2 separate regions of the Sus scrofa genome follow, and region 2 is linked to region 1. The links are chromatin contacts, called in public HiChIP or PLAC-seq maps. All regions are on one chromosome and are shown on one strand. Each heading gives the region's core, a stretch centred on a gene start, on an enhancer-like site or on the middle of the called end of the contact. The rest is flanking DNA. Distances are from core to core; before and after follow the strand shown.

Evidence for each region. HiChIP or PLAC-seq counts read pairs in DNA pulled down with a chosen protein or histone mark.
Region 2: a contact with region 1 is called in an H3K27ac HiChIP or PLAC-seq map of alveolar macrophages. The contact joins the promoter of LOC100625207 here to the promoter of LOC100624590 in region 1. A contact is called at or near these places in 2 of 2 datasets of contacts at active chromatin or transcription factors (alveolar macrophages and skeletal muscle).

Annotation. Positions count from the first base shown.
Region 1 is chrY:9,168,441-9,173,111 of Sscrofa11.1, forward strand. LOC100624590 (ATP-dependent RNA helicase DDX3X) reads right to left here and starts at 2,188. Exons shown (of 17, transcript XM_013991065.2): 1 at 1,963-2,188. The coding sequence starts at 2,007.
Region 2 is chrY:9,372,101-9,376,853 of Sscrofa11.1, forward strand. LOC100625207 (probable ubiquitin carboxyl-terminal hydrolase FAF-X) reads left to right here and starts at 2,788. Exons shown (of 45, transcript XM_021080952.1): 1 at 2,788-3,191.

The sequences.
Region 1 (4,671 bases), core at 938-3,437:
AGCTGTACATTTTTACCAAATAACATTCACTATCAAGATAATACTCTTCAACTGTCACAACTTTTACATGTCTAATTTGTTTACTGAAAAATTCTAATTATCTACAGAGCACACGTTATTACGTGTTAAATGGATCCTATTACCCAGAAAATATTACTCATGTGATTGCTTGTACTGGTGACAAAGACTTTCAACTTCCACCCTCTCTTTAACCTATCAAGTTTCATTTTAACAAAGTGCTGGCATTAACTTAAACCTATCATCAGAAGAAAAATGCTTCTAAGATGAGTACTGTCAAATCCCTGCAAATGTATTACATGTAACAATAATATTTTGTTTGTCTTTTTTTTTTTTTTTTTGGTCTTTTTGCTATTTCTTGGGCCGCTCCCGTGGCATATGGAGGTTCCCAGGCTAGGGGTCCAATCGGAGCTGCAGCCACCAGCCTACGCCAGAGCCACAGCAACGCGGGATCCGAGCCGCGTCTGCAACCTACACCACAGCTCATGGCAACGCCGGATCGTTAACCCACTGAGCAAGGGCAGGGATCGAACCCTCAACCTCTTGGTTCCTATTCGGATTCGTTAACCACTGCGCCACAATGGGAACTCCAACAATAGTATTTTGGATCAGATAGTGTCATCAGGTTTTGTTTCACAATTCAGGAGTTCGTGTAATACTGTCTGGAAAAGGTTTATGCCCTAAATCAATACCACTCTTAAACGTTTAAAAAAAGAAACTGAAATAAGCTGTTAAGATTCCAAACGACTGGAGTTTTTCTGGAGGCAACACAGCAGAAACGAAATGGAGATTTCCCAGAAATGGCAAGCAAGCCTGCAACTTAAGCCTTTTTTTCTTAGCTCACGTTATTCTCTACCCACTTCTCTACACCGTAAAAGAAAAGGAATATACTTGAAGAGAACAGGCTCTTGGCTTTGCGTTATTTCTATTTTTCGTCTCAGACACAACCAAATCAGTAATACCAAGCTAATCAAATCTGCGCTGCTCACCGATTCTTCTGGTTATTTTCCATCTGATCAACTTCAAAGTTAAACGCTTAATTTAAAAACACAACACAGAGTAACACCGCCAAAAAACGGCACGGTCGGGTTAACGGCCATTCAATGACTCTCTGAATTAAATATAGGAAATAAAGCAATTCCAGATTCCTAACCTCCCAGGAGTCTCCGTGCCTAAGTCCAACTTCATTATACGCAGACAGGAGTGGAGAGAAGCAAGCGGCGGCCATTCTTTTCCTCCCCAGTATCCCTTTCCGGCTCTTCTGCGTCACAAAACTTTCCACTCTGGTAACAAGGCCTAGTCAGGCGCAACACTGAACAGTGATAGCCCAGAGGCAGGTGGCCCGCGAGAGAAACAAGAAAACAAAGTTTCACTTTCTATAATCAAATCGCCAGCACGCACCCGGTGGCCTAGAACATAAACGGTTAGGCGTTCGGTGAAAGCACCCAAGTACAGCTAACCATGCAGACCGAACAAAGGAGGCCGCCGCCATTAGCCGGCCAGGAGGCCCTGCCCCGACTCCACTGCCACAGTCCACCTTTGGCGTAAAACCAACGACACCTGTGGGGTTGTAATCGGTGCTATACAGTGTGACCCAAATCGGTCGAGACGAAACATGGTCGCGGTACTCGCACGTGGGCGCACCTGCGAGAGGGCGCAAGCACACAAAAGACGCCATTGTACGCGGCCCGATATAATACTTTGGCTAGATATAAGCCTACCGAAAAGAGCTACGATCAAATTAGTGCTACCAACGGAAGTTTTCCCACTCCACCTCCACCTGGTCTGCATGTCTCTTTTCGTTTACCCACAGTGTACCCACCGGAACCAAAGGAACCCAGGATAAGACGTGAAGATGGCAAGTTAGTACTCCGCCATAGGCCCCGTTAAGCCAGAGAAAGGGTCGGTACAGACAGCCTACTAGACAGGAACATTTCGGCTTACCTGCTGGTCCAGACCAAGCGCATTTTCCACCACCACATGACTCATGCCTGAAGAGAAGCGAGAACTCCAAACTTCCCACTTCAGCGGCAGCGCATCCAGATATTAAACGCCACGCAACGGACCTACACTTCGCCAAAATACAGTTGGTCAGGCGGAAATATACCCGCTTCGACCGCGTTACGTCAGCACGTAACCCGAGCGTTTTCAACTCCCCCGCCCCCCGATCCCTTTAAGGCTACCGTTACTTCTGCCCGCCAGCTAGCGTTCGTTTAGTCATAATCTCGCGGGATCTTCTGATGTTGGGGGGACCCTTCCCCCAAACGCTCTCAGAATTCGGGAGAGCTCTCTTTCAACCCCCCCTACTCCAGGGTTTTGGAAGTTGGGGGGGCTAGCAAAAACTTGCAGAGTCCCACCTTCATCCAGTTTGCACGTTTTAACCTTATCGCGAATATCCCCCAATCTCCCCCGCCCTCCTAGTTTCCTATCTTCCTCTACCGCTCTTCCGTCCCATTCTCTTTAAGTTGGAAGAATTTGAAGTTTTGTAAAATGTCACGTTCTAACACGCCCTCCCCCACCTTTGGGGAAGTTTCCGCAAAGTCGTAACTAGTCAAAAAGCCCTGATTCCGAGAAGATGGAGGGTCACTTGACCCCAGGCGTCGGCCGCGTTGGCCATTTCGTAGAGCTATCAATGGTGACTTGAATAGTCTCAAGGTAGAGGCGAAAGAAGAGGTGGTCTGAAGGACTCTGTGGAAGGTGAATGAGAGGGGCAAAGCGGGGGTGGGGGAGGGGGAAAGGGAAGCGGAGGGGACTTGGCCAGAAACTCGAGTGCTCTCCGGTTTCCTGACGGCGAGTGTGCGCTTGTAGCTCCTGCAGTCGCGTCACGTGGTGAGGGAATAATGAAAAAATTATATAGTGAATGACGCGCCTCTCTGGGAACATTGCTTCGCCCCTCCCCCACACTTTAGGCGCCCATGCTGCCTTAGTCTTTGTTTTTCCCTAGTGGTCTCTGTCTGCTAACCCACTGGGAACTGCTGCTTCTTAAAAACCCCAGGCGACTCCCAGGGCCCGATGGACCCAGGACTGTTGGCGGAATCAGCCTGGGATACAAACTCAAGTGGTTGGACCTAGGCTGTTATACTTAGGCCACGGCCTGAGTGGGCAATTCAGGGAAGTGGGCCACTGCCTTGGGAGGAGTCTATTTTTGCGGCTGTCTTCTACGTCCCTTACTCCGATTTAGTGCCGTGGTTCGCTCAAATGAGAAAATATGTTGATTACTTGGTCCCTGGTTTTAAGTGAGGGACAGCTTATGTGTAGATCCGTTCCTCAGTGAAGACAGAGGTTAAATACTAGGATCGCCTACTTCTGGGATTCAACAAACTACAAGCTGCAGTCTCAAAACATTTACCACACAAAACAGTATTCTGCTTTTTCAGATTCAAAACGTTAACATTTACATGTGTTTAGAACAAGTTGCTTTGCCGCTTTGCCATTTCTGGATATAAGCCAAGTTACACATTTTTTAAGGCAAATATTTTGTCAACGCTTTTACCACTCTGAAATTAAATTGACAGATGATATAAATTAAATGCACAGATGCACAGTTTCTCCCTCACACGACCTAAGTCTAATACAAATAGAAGGAAAATAATGTATAATAAAATATCTAATATGTAAAAATCCCACACTGCCCCAGTGAGACCAGTCAAGTGCTTACCCCATGTGCCAAGAATACAAACAAATGCATTTTCAACTAAGGATATAAAACTTTTTGGTGGTGATAATTTTTCCAAAATTGTGAAAGCAATTACAAATTTAACTTTAATTGCAGTATTTGCATTCCTGAGTGGAGATTTGCCAAAAACACTGTGTTTAAAATCTACCAATATCTTCTCTTTAAATTATAGATTGCTGTCATTGAAACAGAGGATGCACATCCAAAGATGTGGAGCTGTGACACTGTAGATGAAGTATTCTGATAAACAAGATTTTCACCCTGTGAAAAATCCTATCTACACAGAAAACAGTTCAATGTACTCCAGGGCAACTAACATGCCTTCCTCCCCAAGCCTACAAAAACACTAATAGCCTTTTCCAGTCATCATAAGCAAAAGTACTCACACAAAATTGCACAATCTTCTTTTGAGAAGCAATAGGTTTGAGGATATTTAGGTTCTCACCCAATTCTCATATTTATGCATTCATGTAATAGAGCGCTAATGATTATTCTTGGTCTCTTAATTTTTCTTTTAAGGCAGAGCAGGGCATGTATGGGGCTAAGATTCAGAAGTCAGGAGTTCTTACAGCTCTTCTATGTATATGTTCAGATTAGCAACCATAAGACAGGATGACTAAACTGAGTTTGAATCTTATTTTACTTTTGAGTACTTCTAGAGTGCAGGAATTGTCACTGGTGTACCTAAAAAAGATCGGAAAACTAAGCAGTTTTCTATTTTCAATTAATTATAACTCATAGACATACCTAGTTGAAAACAATTAGGATGTGTTGCTAATCAGTTCATTGTGATAGGAATATCAAATTAAGAAGGAAAAGAGAAAGGTTTTTTTTTTTTTGTCTTTTTTCTAGGGCCACTACCGTGGCATATGGAGGTTCCTAGGCCAGGCGTCTAATCAGAGCTGTAGCTGCCGGCCTACGCCACAGCCACAGCAACTCGGGATTCGAGCCTCGTCTGCGACCTACGCCACAGCTCA
Region 2 (4,753 bases), core at 1,538-4,037, 200 kb after region 1:
AAATAAGTCCAGAGAACTTTATATGCAGGGCAGAGGTAATGTACAAAGTTCATTTTTGTAGAGATTAGAAGAATTGCATATTTTTCACTTACCACACCTATCCAGTGTGCTTAGGCAATTAACTCACTCTTTTCTCCTCTTTTTCCCCTTTTTCATTGCCCTGAAGCATGTGGAGTTCCTGGGCTAGGGATCAGATCCAAGCTGCAATTGCTACCTGCATTGTGGTTGCAGCAACATAGGATCCTTTAACTAAACTGTGCTAGGCCTGGAATTGAACCTTCGTCCTGCTGCTACAGAGATTCCACTGATCCCACTGCACCATTGTGGGAGACCCCTTAACTTGCTCTTTCTGTATATTTCCTTTGAAGAAAATCAGGGATGGCAATACCTGTCTGGAAGATTTTTTAGAGTAATAAGTTTTAACAACATGCCCATTATTTGGAAACCCACAATTGATGGATAAATGCTTACAGGTGGACTGAAAAGATGAACCAATACTGCTAAGTGAATTCAGTAATAAATTACAAAATATTTTACCATAAGACTAAATAGGATTCATGCCAGGAATACAAGATTGTTTTAACATATAAACATCAATTAAGGATATTTATATGTTTATATGTTCTGTTGTGTGTTATATGTTACCTCAGTGGTAATGCACCTGACTAGTATCAGTGAGGACATGGGTTTGATCCCCAGTCTCGAACAGTGGGTAAAGGATTTGCTGTTGCCATGAACTGTAGTGTAGGTCACAGACATGGTTCAGATCTGGTGTTGCATAGCCCCACATCTGCAGCTCAAATTCAACCCCTGGCCTGGGAACCTCATAGGGTGGGGGTGCAGCCCTAAAAAGAAAAAACGAAACAAAACAAAACAAAATCAATTAACAAAATATACAATGCTAATAAGGACCAAATCCATGTGGTCACCTTGATCTGTGAAGGACAGCTGTGAGGGATGGCTTGAAGTAAGGTCTTAATTTTCTGCTCAGGAATGGAACCTGGGAAGCCTGAGTGAAAACCAGGAATCCTGCCCACTAGATCAGCTAGAGGCTGAAAGCAGAATTGCCCTGATTCTTCCTCTCTGTTGAAAGCAAGAATGTTTCACAGAGACAAAGACTGCCAAAGCAGGTAGAAAGGTTATTATTAGAGACATCTGCCAGAGCACTCAGGGAAGTAACCTATTTATGGAAGTCGGAAACAAAGAGTAACAATACACCCAAAGGACAAGTCAGGCTAGGGGCCTCCCCCTGAATGAAGAGCACCAGAGAGGTGATTTAAACCTCTCATATGGGACAGTCTTTCAGGGTCTTTGTTTTTCTTTGGCCAGTTGTCTCCTTTTATCTTTTTTTTTTTTACAATTTCAATTTTTATCACAATTATTTATTTATTTATTTATTTATTGGCTTTTTGCTATTTCTTTGGGCCGTTCCCGCGGCATATGGAGGTTCCCAGGCTAGGGGTCCAATCAGAGCTGTAGCCACCAGCCTATGCCAGAGCCACAGCAACGCGGGATCCGAGCCGCGTCTGCAACCTACACCACAGCTCACGGCAACGCCGGATCGTTAACCCACTGAGCAAGGGCAGGGACCGAACCCGCAACCTCATGGTTCCTAGTCGGATTCGTTAACCACTGCGCCACGAGGGGAACTCCTCATTTTATCTTTTATACCCAACCAGACCCAGGGGCCTACCCCATCTGTGCGCACAAATTTTGGCCAAGATGGCTTCCAGAGCAAGGACTTATGTGAAGGTTAATTGGAGATATTTTGAGCTGGCATCTCCTCCCTTTCTGACCCAGAGGGGTCTCTCTGCTTATATGAAGTTAGGGACTCCCTGACCCCAGGATATGAACCATGTGACCTATCCTGGTCTTTTGCCAGAGCAGGGCTTAGCCGCTCTCTGATCCTGCCATTACCACTGTTTAAAGTGTCCACAGAAGACAAATTCAAGTTATTCATCTTGTTCCTGTTGTTATTTCTATACTGAAGTATAGACAGATGGTTGGTTTTAATGTCTACGCTGAAGGCCATCTATCTCTTGCCTAAACTTTAATATATGCCATGTAAGATAACCAACAAGCTTTCCTCTTACACTTTCAAACTGGTGGTGCCTATCCAATCCTCTGTTCGTCCCATTTGTATCCAGGTTGTTAGGACAGGACTGAAGTTCTTGCAAAGCAAGAAAATATTAAGACGTAGTTCTGAAAGTTGTGTCTCAGAGATTTGCCAGACACGGAAGTGCTTAGTTTCAGCATTTTTTCTTCTGCATTCATCGTCTGTTTCCAGTACCCATTCTAGAAAAATGTGAGGGCCAATGATGTACTTATTAAGGTGTGTTAGTGGGGAAAGTCTCACCATGCAACAAAACCTAGCAATGCAAGTGAAAATGTCTGAGCATTACTGCCCTTCTTGCACAGCCTAAACATCACGCAGGCTGAATCACAGTCTGAATACTTCTTCTCCACTCTTTACGGTTTTCTTCTAAGGAACTACAGAACCGAGAGTACAGCAACACCCGGTGGAAGGGCAAACCGGACAAGCAGTGGTTTTGTAAAGTGTCTTTACCGTGTGGTCCTAGCACTGTTACCAGTTGTTCAGGATCAATGTGCCCGGTCGACACGATTGCCTTCCGGCTCTGGGATGGACCTTTTCCGAGTTCCGGCGGGTTGTGAGGTGAGGGAGGAAAAGAGAAAAAGAAGGCACAGCTGACTGACAGGGGTCTGAGTAGGAGCAGGAGGAGGAGCCGAGGGGCGGGGCTTGCTGGGGGTGGGGTAGGTGGGTCCACGAGACACGGGGTGGCGCTGAGCCTGGTGGGAGTCTGCGGCTCTGCGGTTGCTGCCGGCCCGGCGGTTATTTTATTTATTTATTTATTTATTTTTTTTTAAAATACTTGCCGGGTCCGCCATATTGAAGAGGACCGGGCCAGGCGACTGCCTGAGCCCTAGTTTCTGTACCAAGCCTCTTTCTTACAGCCTTTCCCAGATTGTAAGGGCGTTGCGGAGCTTTACAACTCGCTGCTGCCTCGCCATTACTGGAGGCGGCCCCTCACCACCTATTTTAGTGTAGGCCTTGGGAGCTACTCGATGCGAAAACACTAGGCCCAAGGAGGTGAAGAAACGGCTGTGGGCGATTCTAACACAGGAGGAGGCAAACTTAGGCTTGTAAAGATTGAAGCCCGTCAGAGAAAGAGGTAAGAGGGCAACCATGTGTGGAGGAGGAGGAAGAGGGAGAAATGCTTTTTTCCTCACCGTTGCAACCCAGAACCCGGCCGTGCGGGGTTTTTTTTGGCCCCAGTAAGGACTGAACTTTGCCTCTGCGTCCGCTTTCACGTATTCTGCTTTTTGAGAAAAGGTACCCGTGCTATACAGTGAATAGCCACGGACCGGCACTTTTCCGGGGTCAACATGTGAGTCTAAAAGAGGAGAGCCTTGTTTACTGTTTCTTCACTTCTCCAGCTTGGTCAGAGGCTTCCCCGAACCGGCTGGGCAGTAATTCACTGTGCTAGCCAGTGAGGAGCCGACGCTGTAAGAGCATGCTTGTGTTTTACACTGTAAAGGAAAATGGCTGAACGGCTCGCGTGTCCTTCTTTCGCATGCTAGCTACTGTCTGTACCTGGACGCTAACCGCCCCAGGTTACGGGCCTTAGGTCGGAGTCCTTATTTAACTCTAGACTGCTCCTCAGGTAGTGTTTGACACCAAACGCCGTCACTGATGTGGAGTGATTTGGAGTAGAGCTAGGCCCCAGCTACGCCTGGCCTTCATATTTTGACGTTTGCGCATCTTCCGCGATAATCAGAGGCATGAACAAGGTTTTTATACCATTGCAAACTATTGAGGGCTGAGGGGCAGTGAAACATGTTTTAATTAAGAAATCAGTCGTATACTAGAGTTTAATCTTTATGTTTTTCTCTGTTTCTACAGAAGTGTTAGCTTTATTGAGTTTCTTAGTGGTGAAACCTCATGATGTGAGGCTTTACATTTCAGTGGAACATATTTACATTTTTTTGCGTTATCATAGTTATTTTAAATTTATTGAGCAGATATTTAAGGCATTTTATGGAATTCTGTTAAAGTGTTACTTGATTATGCTACTATGAAGTTTCTCCTACACGGGAAATAATATGGCAGGTTGTTTTTTTTTTTAAACTTAATTGACCTAATTGTAAATCTGCCTTAAATATACGTGTTGCATTTTTAAAGGGAAATATTTGGTAGCATTTTCTAGGAAACACATTCATCCTCTAAAACTTCATGATATTTTATGCCCTACTTTTTGTAAAAGAATTTGGGGTACTTTGCATACTAAAGATATTTTCTTTGGTAAAGATGTTTTCTTTGGTCTTATCACTAGAACTTGTATCCTGAATAAAGATTAATTAACAGGAAGCTGGAGTGCCTACATTAATTTAAAATAGAGTGTAAGATACCTTTTCCTTCCTAAACTAATTAGAAAATTAGAGCATGCTGGCTTTACTTTGTTTTAAATGTCATTGTCTCCCTGTTTGGGGACTATTTCAGTTATTGTTTCAGATGACACTTGGGAATGTATTACTTTTTGTAGATATAAAGATAAGATTTTTAAATTGTAACTTATTATTACCCTTTTCCTATACATACAAGTTGAACCTGTGATCTAGATATTTTAAGTGTTAAACTTCCTTTATTGGCTACCCCTAGTTATGGCTAATATTTCTTTTAAACTTGGAGGGAATATCCGTAGTGACCACTTAACCACAAAACATTACATGTGAG